Regions from separate parts of the Drosophila melanogaster genome. Here region 1 is linked to region 2. Evidence: chromatin contacts called from public Hi-C data. All regions are on one chromosome and are shown on one strand. Each heading gives the region's core, a stretch centred on a gene start, on an enhancer-like site or on the middle of the called end of the contact. The rest is flanking DNA. Distances are from core to core; before and after follow the strand shown.

Evidence for each region. A called contact is a pair of places that touch in the nucleus more often than the background predicts.
Region 1: a Hi-C map of the Kc167 cell line shows a contact between it and region 2, with 2.2 times the contacts expected there. The contact joins the enhancer-like site here to the promoter of Ork1 in region 2. A contact is called at or near these places in 2 of 107 Hi-C or Micro-C datasets (the Kc167 cell line and wing imaginal disc).

What each region holds. Positions count from the first base shown.
Region 1 is chrX:11,221,375-11,226,270 of dm6, reverse strand. It overlaps CG44422, which reads left to right. Exons shown (of 8, transcript NM_167277.2): 6 at 193-405; 7 at 1,054-1,143; 8 at 1,192-3,638. The coding sequence ends at 2,142. Among named protein-coding and RNA genes, the nearest start is that of CG11106, 22 kb to the right of the region's middle. Within about 2 kb of position 1,625, at least 3 of the 39 cell types and tissues checked have an H3K27ac peak or open chromatin away from gene starts, as enhancers often do. A contact at or near this core is called in the Kc167 cell line, where this site is marked.
Region 2 is chrX:10,887,014-10,892,506 of dm6, reverse strand. Ork1 (Open rectifier K[+] channel 1) reads left to right here and starts at 1,257. Exons shown (of 7, transcript NM_167259.3): 1 at 1,257-1,866. It overlaps lncRNA:CR45616 (long non-coding RNA:CR45616), which reads right to left and starts at 1,075. Exons shown (of 1, transcript NR_123862.1): 1 at 534-1,075. It overlaps lncRNA:CR45617 (long non-coding RNA:CR45617), which reads right to left and starts at 246. Exons shown (of 1, transcript NR_123863.1): 1 at 1-246.

The DNA of each region.
Region 1 (4,896 bases), core at 376-2,875, 330 kb before region 2:
TGGAATATTGTGTGCGCGCCTGGAACTAGAATGCTGAACGCAGGTGTACTTCACTGCGGTTTACGAGCAATTTCTTAAAACATATTTTCAATTTCTTTTATACCTGTAATTCCACCTCACACCAACACCACCACCACCACCACCACCACCACCGGCCGTATTTATGCCAACTTATTTCTCTTCCTGTCACAGGACTTTGTTCAAGGACTTTCGATACTGTCTCGCGGCTCCGTGGAGGAGAAGCTGCGCTGGACCTTCTCGCTGTACGACATCAATGGCGACGGCTTCATTACGAGGGAGGAAATGACTGACATTGTAACTGCCATATACGAGCTGATGGGCCGCCTGCCGGACGAGTGTCCCGAGGAGGAGAAGATCAAGGGCAAGGTGGAGCAGATCTTCCAGGTGGGTTCGTTGCCGCCACCGCTGAAACTCAAAATCTTCGAATTTCAAATACACGGTCGATTCGCGGCCATTATTTATGCTAATTACGCGCGTACAATTTGAATTTGACTCGCGAACATGAAACTTATTTACTTTGCATTATGCAAATTCAAATTGTCTATTTCAATTTGCCGGCCAGCAAACTCAGGCTGGCCAAAATGGATGGGCAGCGTAGAATGGCTTCATCTGCAGGACATCGTCCTGTTTGGCTTGCCAGTCACGCGTTGTCATTAGCGGTCGTTGGCATTCCGAATAAATTGAGCGCATCAAATGCGACCGGCAAAAGCTCTTAAACAGCGGCATGCGAGAGTGAAATTGATGATAGATGGCCAGGATCATTCATGGCGCATTCCGAAAGTTGTCCTCTGTCCGACGCTCTAAATCAAAATTCCATAGTACGCGTTTGGGGGCCGGAAGCGGAAGCAGTTTGTCAAAGCAGTGCCATTGGCAAGCAGTCAGCACTCAGCGGTCTGTTGCTTTCTTTAATATGCAGCAGAAATATGGATTGAAATTAGAAGTAAAGAACTATTGTCCATTAAAATAAAAATACCCATTAGCATGTATATAATGTATTTGCTAATGTGTTTCTACTTGTCTTCTTGCCTACAGAAAATGGATACCAATCGCGATGGCGTGGTCACGCTGGAGGAGTTTCTGGAGGCCTGTCGCAATGACGACGCCATCTCCCGGTCGATGTCCGTGTTTGACACAGCGTTCTGACCATATCCGACGGACAAGGGCGATGAGTACACGGTGCCCCGGCGGCGGCGACATCAGCTGTCGGCACAGCAGCAGCATCTGCAGCATCAGAAGCATCAGCAGCAGGAGCCAGAGAAACGTAAGTCCAACCACAAGACGAAGAACAAGCAACAGCAAAAACAGCAGCAACCACATAGCACTAGACATCAAAACTGTTGTCACATAATCGACATGGATGGCGATAGCACCACAAGCACCACCACCGCCTCGGCGGCCACTGGAACAACACTCAATTGCAATGTCCTATATGATTACGGAGCGGCGGAGGAGGATGACGACGACCAGGACGAGGATGATGAGGACTCCGATGAGGAGTACAGATCCTTTGTCTGCCGCCACTGCCAAAGGTCACAGTCAGTGGTGCAGCAGCCCAGATCCAATCGTCGATCGCAATCGCAGTCCAAGTCGCGCAAGCGCAGCAAGAGCAGGAAGCGCCATCAGAGCAAACAGGGTCACCATCAGGGCCAGCAGGGCCATCAGGGTCACCATGGTCAGCAGCTGACCCGGTGGCCGGAAATCAATGTGGCCAACGAGCAGGCCATTCGCTTCCGGTGTCCGCAGGTGGGGCCGCAGGTGGGTCGCGACCTCCACACCCCCCAGCCCATGCACTTCCATCATCCCCAGTCGCAGAGCCAGAAGGCCAAGAGCAAGTCCCGGCCGCGGAAGCACCGGGCATGCCCACCTGCTTCGCTATCGAAAGCTGGAGCAGCAGCAGCTGCAGCAGCACCTGGTCCACCTGCACCACCTGCGCCACCAGCAGATCCGTCACAGCTACCGCCCTCCGAACAGCACCCCCTTGCACCCCTCAACGTGATTGTGGGCGGGGCCGAGGTCGAGGTCGATCCGCAGCAGCCACAGCCGCCCACCACCCCCGACTCGCCGTCGCTGGTCACCGTGAGCACCTGGTACACGGTGGCCAAGCAGGGTGTCTCCTGCTAATCGCGGTGAGCAGTGAGTATCCTTGCCAGCACCAACCAACCAACCAACAAGCCACTTTGCACCCCAGTCAAAATCCACTTGAAAGGATGGCACTGATATCTCTAGATGCTTAAAATCATTTTTAAATTGATAACTAACGTCTGAGCGAATGCAAGAGTGAATAGACTATCGGTATTTATCCATAGAATTCAATTTTGGACCCATGAGGCGATTTTAAATTATTTTAAGCCCCTAGAGATCTGTGTGGCATTCCCCAGTAAAACGCTTTTCCGTTTCGGTGTTTAAATATATGTATACAATATGTATATTTTGTGCTTAAATAAATTATATATGTGTGTTTCAGGGTGGATCTCTGAACAATCTAAATCGGCAATAACTAAAGTTACAACACAAGTTGATTGTTATTAAAAATAATATATTGATTGTCTTTAGTAATTAAATTCAAATTTGTCTTTAGTTCTTAAAAGGATACAACATAAATTTAAGTTTTTTAACTGTTTGTTTACCTACTTACAAAAAAAAAAAAAAAAAGAAATTGTACAAAAAAGCTACAAAATTGTAAATACAAAACTATAGATATTTTTTTTTAATATAATTGGATGTTAAAGCTGAGATCCGCCCGATTGTGCATTATGTTTCCGATTTATCCTATAATTTGTACTGTAATTAGCCAAATGAAGTTTATAAGAAATTTAAAACGTTCTCTGTGTGTATCGATTGATGTTGCAAACTGTCAAATGTGTTATAGTCTTAAAATACGTATACAAATCTATAGAATATGTAAGTAAAAGTGAACCAAAATCGAAAATATATGAAAAGCATTCAAATGTTTACTTTATGTTCCCTTGAGTTCTATCATTTTTTGACCAGAAAAGTCTTCTTAGAAATGTTGATAGATGTCCTAGAGTTACATAAATTGACGTTAGCTGTGATGGAAAAACAAAGTATATTAAACCACAAAAAAAAAACTTTAATATTAATTGTAAAAAAAAATGGATGATTCCATCAAAACTTGTGGGAAAAAATTGCTCAAACGAAAATGCTTGCTATATGCGAAGCTTAGAGTGTGTGGGTGTGTTTTGAATGTGTGTGTGTGTGTGTGTATGTGTGCATTGGGAGAGCTAGAGAGAAAACTTTTTTGACAGAACAATTTTCAACATTTGAATGCCTCACTTGAAGGTTTTTTCTTTTTTTTTTTCGACTAAAAGCGAAAATTGAAACGCTGTCGTTCCGTTAATTAAATTCTGTAAAATACACAGAAATCATATTAAATAAAATCTATATGCAGATTAATGAACAGACCAATTTCAGGCCATCACTTGGCTTTAACAAAAAACGTTGTTGTCATTCAAATGCAAATTGAATATTGAATTGGTCTTTGGCGAAAAATGAGTCAAATAACCAAATTGTTTTAATTGAAAGCAGCTTTCTACTTTATTGGATAAATGTAAAAGGCTGCCAGTTGAATTCCATTCGATTTGCATTATTTCACATAGAAATTCGTGTTCTTCAAACTGTTGTGAAGTTTGCTGAGCGTTAACTTTTTTGCTAACTGTTATTGCTTGTCATGCTTTTGTTGTTGTTTTCATTATGCCAAATTGGACACACCAAGGAGACACACGCACACTTGCACACCAACACACACCAGCACACCGACACCGCACACATATGCAAGGCAAAATCAACAAGGATGCAAACGCATGGGAATTGAAATTCGTGTATGGCAATTAAAATATCTGCTTTCTTTCTCTCCCTTTTTCTCTCTCTCTCTCTCTCTTTTCTCTTTCTCTCTCTCTCTCTCTCTTTCTCTCTCATTCTGGCCCGCACACACATAACTCACACACTCGCTGTAATGAACACACACACATGTGCAGAAATTTGCATAGAAACTAAATGAAATGCGTAGCAAGAAAGACAACGCGAATCTGCCAAAATAAAAATCTAGGTACCGCACGTCCATTAATATGCAATTATGGATGTGTTTGTGCAACTGTAAAAATAATGAAAGTGTGCGGAAACATTGGAGAGGCCAACGAAAACACGATTTTATCGGCATACTTGTCTGGGTCGCATTTAAAGGGCTGCAAGCAGTGCAGCGCAGTTCTCAACTGTAAGTACATTGTCGCACCGGAAGTGCGACACTGCTTGCCTCCAGAAAACACAGATAGATGAAAATTGACACTGTGTGAGTGTGAGTGCACGCAACTTACATGAAACCCATTGAAAATTGAAAACGTACGAAACGAAAGCTTTACACAATGAAACTAAAACTAAACCTAAAAAACTTACTCTTAACGATTTAATGAAACATATATAGAGAGAAATTTAAACTACACAGAAACTATATTTATACGAAAAGAAAATAGCAAGAAGAAAAATACTAATTACATTAAATTGGAACCAGTTTGACTTTCTATTTGAAATATATGTAAACATACATGACACACACACACACACACACACATATGCACAAGCAAAAGGTAAATATATGTGTAAATCAAAATAATAGCCGCAAATACAAAAGCGACATGAAGGAGAATGGAGAATTGGAGAAATGCTCCCCGGGGCGTATGCGTAATGTTGAGTGAATTGTTTCTGCGCATATATTCTCCATTAGCAAATTAGTGACAATGATGAAATGTCATCAAGTCGGCCGGCGATATGTACTATATACATCTGGTGTGTGTGCCTGTTGTGTGTGCGAGTGTGCAAGCTAAATCAAATACAAAACAAATGTTTGAATCAGAAATTGGA
Region 2 (5,493 bases), core at 8-2,507:
TCCGTAGACAAATTATTTACGTTGGTTGCGATTGTGATTGTGGTTGCTTCGGTTGTTTCTTTTTTTTTTGACAACGCACGTTTAGGTGTGTGTTTTTTTTTTTTTTGGGCTTGACGGTTCGTCGGTGGGCGTGGCAGTGGCGATGGCGTTGGCGCCATGGGTAAGGTTTTTATGCGCCCAATTTTGGGTGGGGATGTGGCCCATGCTCCGTAGATTCTAAAAAAGGTCGCTGGTCAAGCTGATCAGCAAAAACAGAGCACACAGTGGGCCGTGAGAAGTGATCCTCACATCCGAAGCACACAATAGCAATAAGAAATAGTGTCTTTGATCAAGATGATTTAGTTAGTTTTCAATATATGAATATCCTTCCCACCTATCTATCTATCTATCTATCCTATCCTTAGGTTTAACCATTTAGATACAATAAACGTTTTCCTTAAAATCAAACCATTTGCAATAAAGATTACTGTAACAAGAAATACCCAATGAGTGCACATTTTCTTAACCGTAGATATCTTTTACTAAATTGGGTTGTATAAAATCGAGTTTTTGACGTTAATTAAATGGGCATGTCAGGGTCGAATTTTATGGCTTATAGGAAATGTTGTTGAAATGTTATCAATCGAAAAATATATTTTTATTGTTATATTCAATGATTCATAGGATGGAATAGGGAGCTCAGAAAGTTTTATAGAATTATATAACAATTAAGAATTTTATTAATATATTAAGTTTAACATAATCTAATTTTCATTAAGATCTTGAGATGTGTTGTTCAATCCTGGCGACGATTTGCTCCACTGTACTAAACCCATATTCCGTTGGTTACTACACAGTATCTCTTTTTTGCGACGATCGATTTTGGTTGGTTTGAGGGGGGGGGGGGGTGGTGTTGGGTGGAGGTGGAGGGAGAGGTTGGGGGCAGGCAGTTAGTGGGCTGAGCACTGCTGGCAAATTTCGTAGTTGCCGTTTGTCGATCGGCATTTCAACTTGATTTAGTTTAGTTCAGTTCCGTTTAGTTAGTTCAGGGCTGGGGGTGGGGCTCCCCCACCCGCACACTCGAAAAAAAAGCCACTCACACACCTCTTTGAGTGATTCCCAACAGTCTTGTTCTTGTTTTATGAGCGAAGAGCTCAATGTGAGTGAGCACTGGATTAGAGATCACACGTACAGTGCACACAACCCCATACATACACATCTATAAGTGAACTAACTCACCGATCGGCAGTTAAAGGAGCTGGTTGAATTGTATTAATGCCGCTTGTTCGCTTGCCGTGCGCTTTTGAGCTCTTCGCTCTGATTTCTTTTTATAATTTAAGTACCGGACTCCGAGGAGAGCTCGTTTTGAAGTAACCAATTGGTAGTAATGTAACGGTGAAGCTCCTTCCGGAAAAACGGGAAACGGGCGGAGAGAGAAGGCGACTTTAAGTTTAAAGCTCGGCTGGAAATTGTCGAAAACGAAACGGAAAAGCGAAAAAGAAACCGAAATAGCGGTTAGCGGGCAGCGACGTCGACGCCTACGCCTACGCCGGCAGAGACTGGAAACCGACGTGAGCTTGGAGCAGAGCGTTCCATTTAAATCAGAACGGTTACGGGAATCGAGAAGCGACGGAGCGATCGTCACCGTTAACAAAAAGTGTCAACCTTCCATTTTTCACATCAAATTCAGCGAGCACCGGTAACGGTAACGGTCCTGCGACGCGATCGCCGCGAGTGTATATTTTTTTTTTAGCTCAGTCTTCAGTGTTTCGCGATTCTCTTTAAAAGAAAAAAAAAATAATAAGTCAAAACTACAAACCACACAGCGAAAGGCGAAAGCCAACGGTTCCTGCGAGTGTTTATTTTTTTTTTCAACAATTTTTGATCGTGGGTATCCTGAAAGTGAAGCATAAAAGTTAAGAGGATCGGAATGGAACGGAAAGAATAATTGCAAATAAATGAAAAAGAAGGAATACCAGAAGGAATTCAATTTAATATCAGTGCACTTGTAAACAACACACATTATCGCCAAGCCACCCAACCTACAAATCTCTTCCATCCGTGTGACTGTCATTAATTTTTGGTGTGGTTCCCGTGGTCACCTTGCACGGCGTTATCTGAGTGGGCCACGAAGAGAGGAGCAAGAGCGCGATCCATTGCACGCCCGGAATCGAAACGATTACATATAGTGCACAGGTTAGAGTTCTTCTGGGCCCAATCTAAACGATCGGATTCGCATGTGCGCCCCACTTCAGACGCGCTGTCTACACTCGCGGAAAAAGTCCATGTGCATCTCTTAAAAAATTAAGTTCGATTCTACATTTACAAAAATAGTCTTTTTCTTACATATCAGAAATCTTAGCCAAACTCAATGATACTATCACACAAGAACCTTTAATGACATTAATCTTAAACATTCTGTTTAACTCGGATAGGTTTTGTTTTTTTTAGAGTGTTTTGTCAAAATCCGGTAAATCAATCAGTGCCGCACCTCCGAAACGGTATCTGTAGTATGAATGCATTTAATTAACGAAATTGTTTCACAGTGCAAAAGTGTTTGCTTAACTGTTGTTACCATATGCAAAAACGTTTTACGTACGCCCGCTACGAATGTACCGTTAGCAGTAGTCAGCGCAAATAACGGCAACCAGTTATGTATCTGTTATCGATCAGTCCGATTGGCAGAGGGCTCAAGAATGTTAGGCCAACATCATCCATCATGGGGCATTTGGTTATAAGCAAATATGGCCCAAACTATAGATCCGTTCGGTTCGTCAATCAGTTCAGTTAGTTGGTAACTCTGTTAACTCGGTTGCTGGATAAAGGCCAATCGGCAATACATGTATAGGAATGATATTAAATACTAAATCCATGTTAGTGAAATATTTCCAAAATTAATCGTAATGTTTAAAATTAATAACAATTTTCAAAGTTAAAAAAATACATATATGTATATCACAAAAACTATATCACTTGCAGACAAACACAAAACGATAGAAAGTCATTATTATAGTTTCAAGATTTGCAAGCTAAAAATTAAGAATTCTATCCAATCTTTTATGCAGTTATGGACACATAACTGTCGCCTTTAATTGCCGTGTATAGCTCGAAGCTCTGACGTAGTCTTATCAAAGGAAGGAAAACCAGAAGCACCAACTAAGACGATGACGAGACTGACGGAGGAAACGAGACATTGATAGATCGCAATTCAATTAATCATCTTGCCGCGCCGGCTTGTAAAACAATGTCATCATTAGCACCCAATAGGCTCATCAGGCCCGCCTGGTATTTCCACCCAGATTTTTCAGACTCCGGACACAATGCTTGCGATTCTGTGCCTTATTCGACACCCCTCTCATCCCGCCCTAGATTTTTACTCATCTTTCTCCGGGAAGAATTGAAAATTGGAAAAGAAAAAAAAAAAAAAGAAAAATAACGAAAGAAAAGCACAGCACGGCTTTTGACGCTTGACGACTTTTGCGATTATTTACTAAACGTGTTCATTTTGCAGTTGCTGCTATTTATTATTGATTATACGACTATTTAGCGTCGGTATATGTAAATATTTTGTTATTTATTAATTTTGTTTCACATAATATACGACCGTAGTCCGTACGACTTCCCCGCCAATTCTGCACGTAACACGGGCTTCTCAGTTCTCAATTCTCCGTTCTCGATTTTTAATTTTTAATACTCTGGGGATGCACGTGCCCCTGGATCGTTGTGATAGTGATCTAGCGATCCTTCGGCGATCTATCCAAAAATACCCAACGATCACCATGAACTGGAGTATGTGGGCTATCAATTAGTAAATGCTTTTATTGTCATATTAAATGTTCTGTTGTCTACACCACTTGACGTCAAACATTGACTTAATTCATTTACATGATCATCGAACATGATTATCAGGGTTTTATTTGGGTTCGTCTTGGGTTCGGTTCGATAAAGAGTGGCTCCATTTTATGGCTTTACGACGGGTGTGTTGTGAGTTGTGAGTGGGGGTGTTTGTCTGCGAAATTTCCACGGGTCTCGTGAAAGTTATGAGCAAGCCTATACACTTTTGGGATTAATATTAACCTTCTGCCATATTTGGTATTTTATGAAATAACGATCCTAATTTACTGTTAACCCGATTCGATTATCAGTTATTTCCGCAAACTTTTTGGCAGAATTTTCCACTCCAAAAGAATTCCAAGAGGGCAAGCCCAAAAAAAAAAGAAACAAAAAAGGGAGGAAAAAAAAGCGTTAAAAAGATCGCGTTTGGGAACACACAGCGTCATCGAAATGTTTGTTCGGAATAAATAAAAACATAAAAAAAAAAGGAAACACAATAAATGAAAAGACTTCCATTGAACGGCGTCATCGCCAGCCAGTCAGTGCTCGAGGAACGAGCCCAATAGACGACTTTTTATTTTATTGTTAACAAATTATTGTAGTCGCCGTAGTTGCTTTTTAGTTGCCAGCGGGAATACAGGCAATAGCCAAATAGCCATCATGTAGCGAAAAAAACAAAAAAAATAAATAAACAGAAAAAAACACAAGACTACTCCATAGATAATTTAATAGAAATTATACAGTAAGAAGCGATAATAATAATTAAAACTGTTGCAGAACAAAAGGCAGCGTAGCGTAGAATCGTTATCAGCGATCACTTGACTTGAACAACGGGAATAAACAATTCGAATTGTCCCAATGTAATCAAGCGTGTAATGAGAAGACTTTACCGATACGCGGCGATAGTAGATCAGCGTTGAAAATAGAACCAATAGAGCCCATAGAACCAACCCCCACCTAAGGAAGGTATCGAAAGACCAAAGCAACTGAAGGAAGCATAGTAGTATAGCTCGATTAGTTGATTCACGTGAATTGGCGGGGGATTCCACGCGCGTAAAGTCCACAGGAACTACCCCAACATGAACTCATTAGGGCGAACACGCTGGCAATGCCATCTTTATCTTTATGATATTGTAAGAGTCACAAATCTGCACCCGCCCATTGATGATGATGACTTGAGCGGCCGCCAAAGCTTTTATCTTTATGATATTAACTAAGAACTTTCACCATCAATTACCAATTAGCCACCAATCACCATCGCATATCTTTATGGATGGCTTAAGACTTGCAGTCCACGGACATAAATAGTATTTAACACAGGTGATTCAACAAGTACTTTCACAATTGTCTTCAGCTATGACAACAGGCTCTTTGGGTGACTCTATAGCCTGTCTGTACGTTTCTCCAATAACTCTAATCACTGGGAACTCTAATGAGTAAGTAGAGTTCGCACCAAACTTATGACACCTGATGATTTTGAGTTTGCATTTGAGTATTTGGGCTTGTCAACTTCGCTCTGTGTTTTGCATTCGCGATCGCTAATTGGCAGCCAAGTGCGGTCGGTCGATTCACATGGCGAGTTTTAGGTTGACACAACACCCACAGCAAGCACCACCCCCCTGAATACCCCTGGCCACCTTTGTGATCCCCAGACATTCGCACACACTATATTTTCGTAGA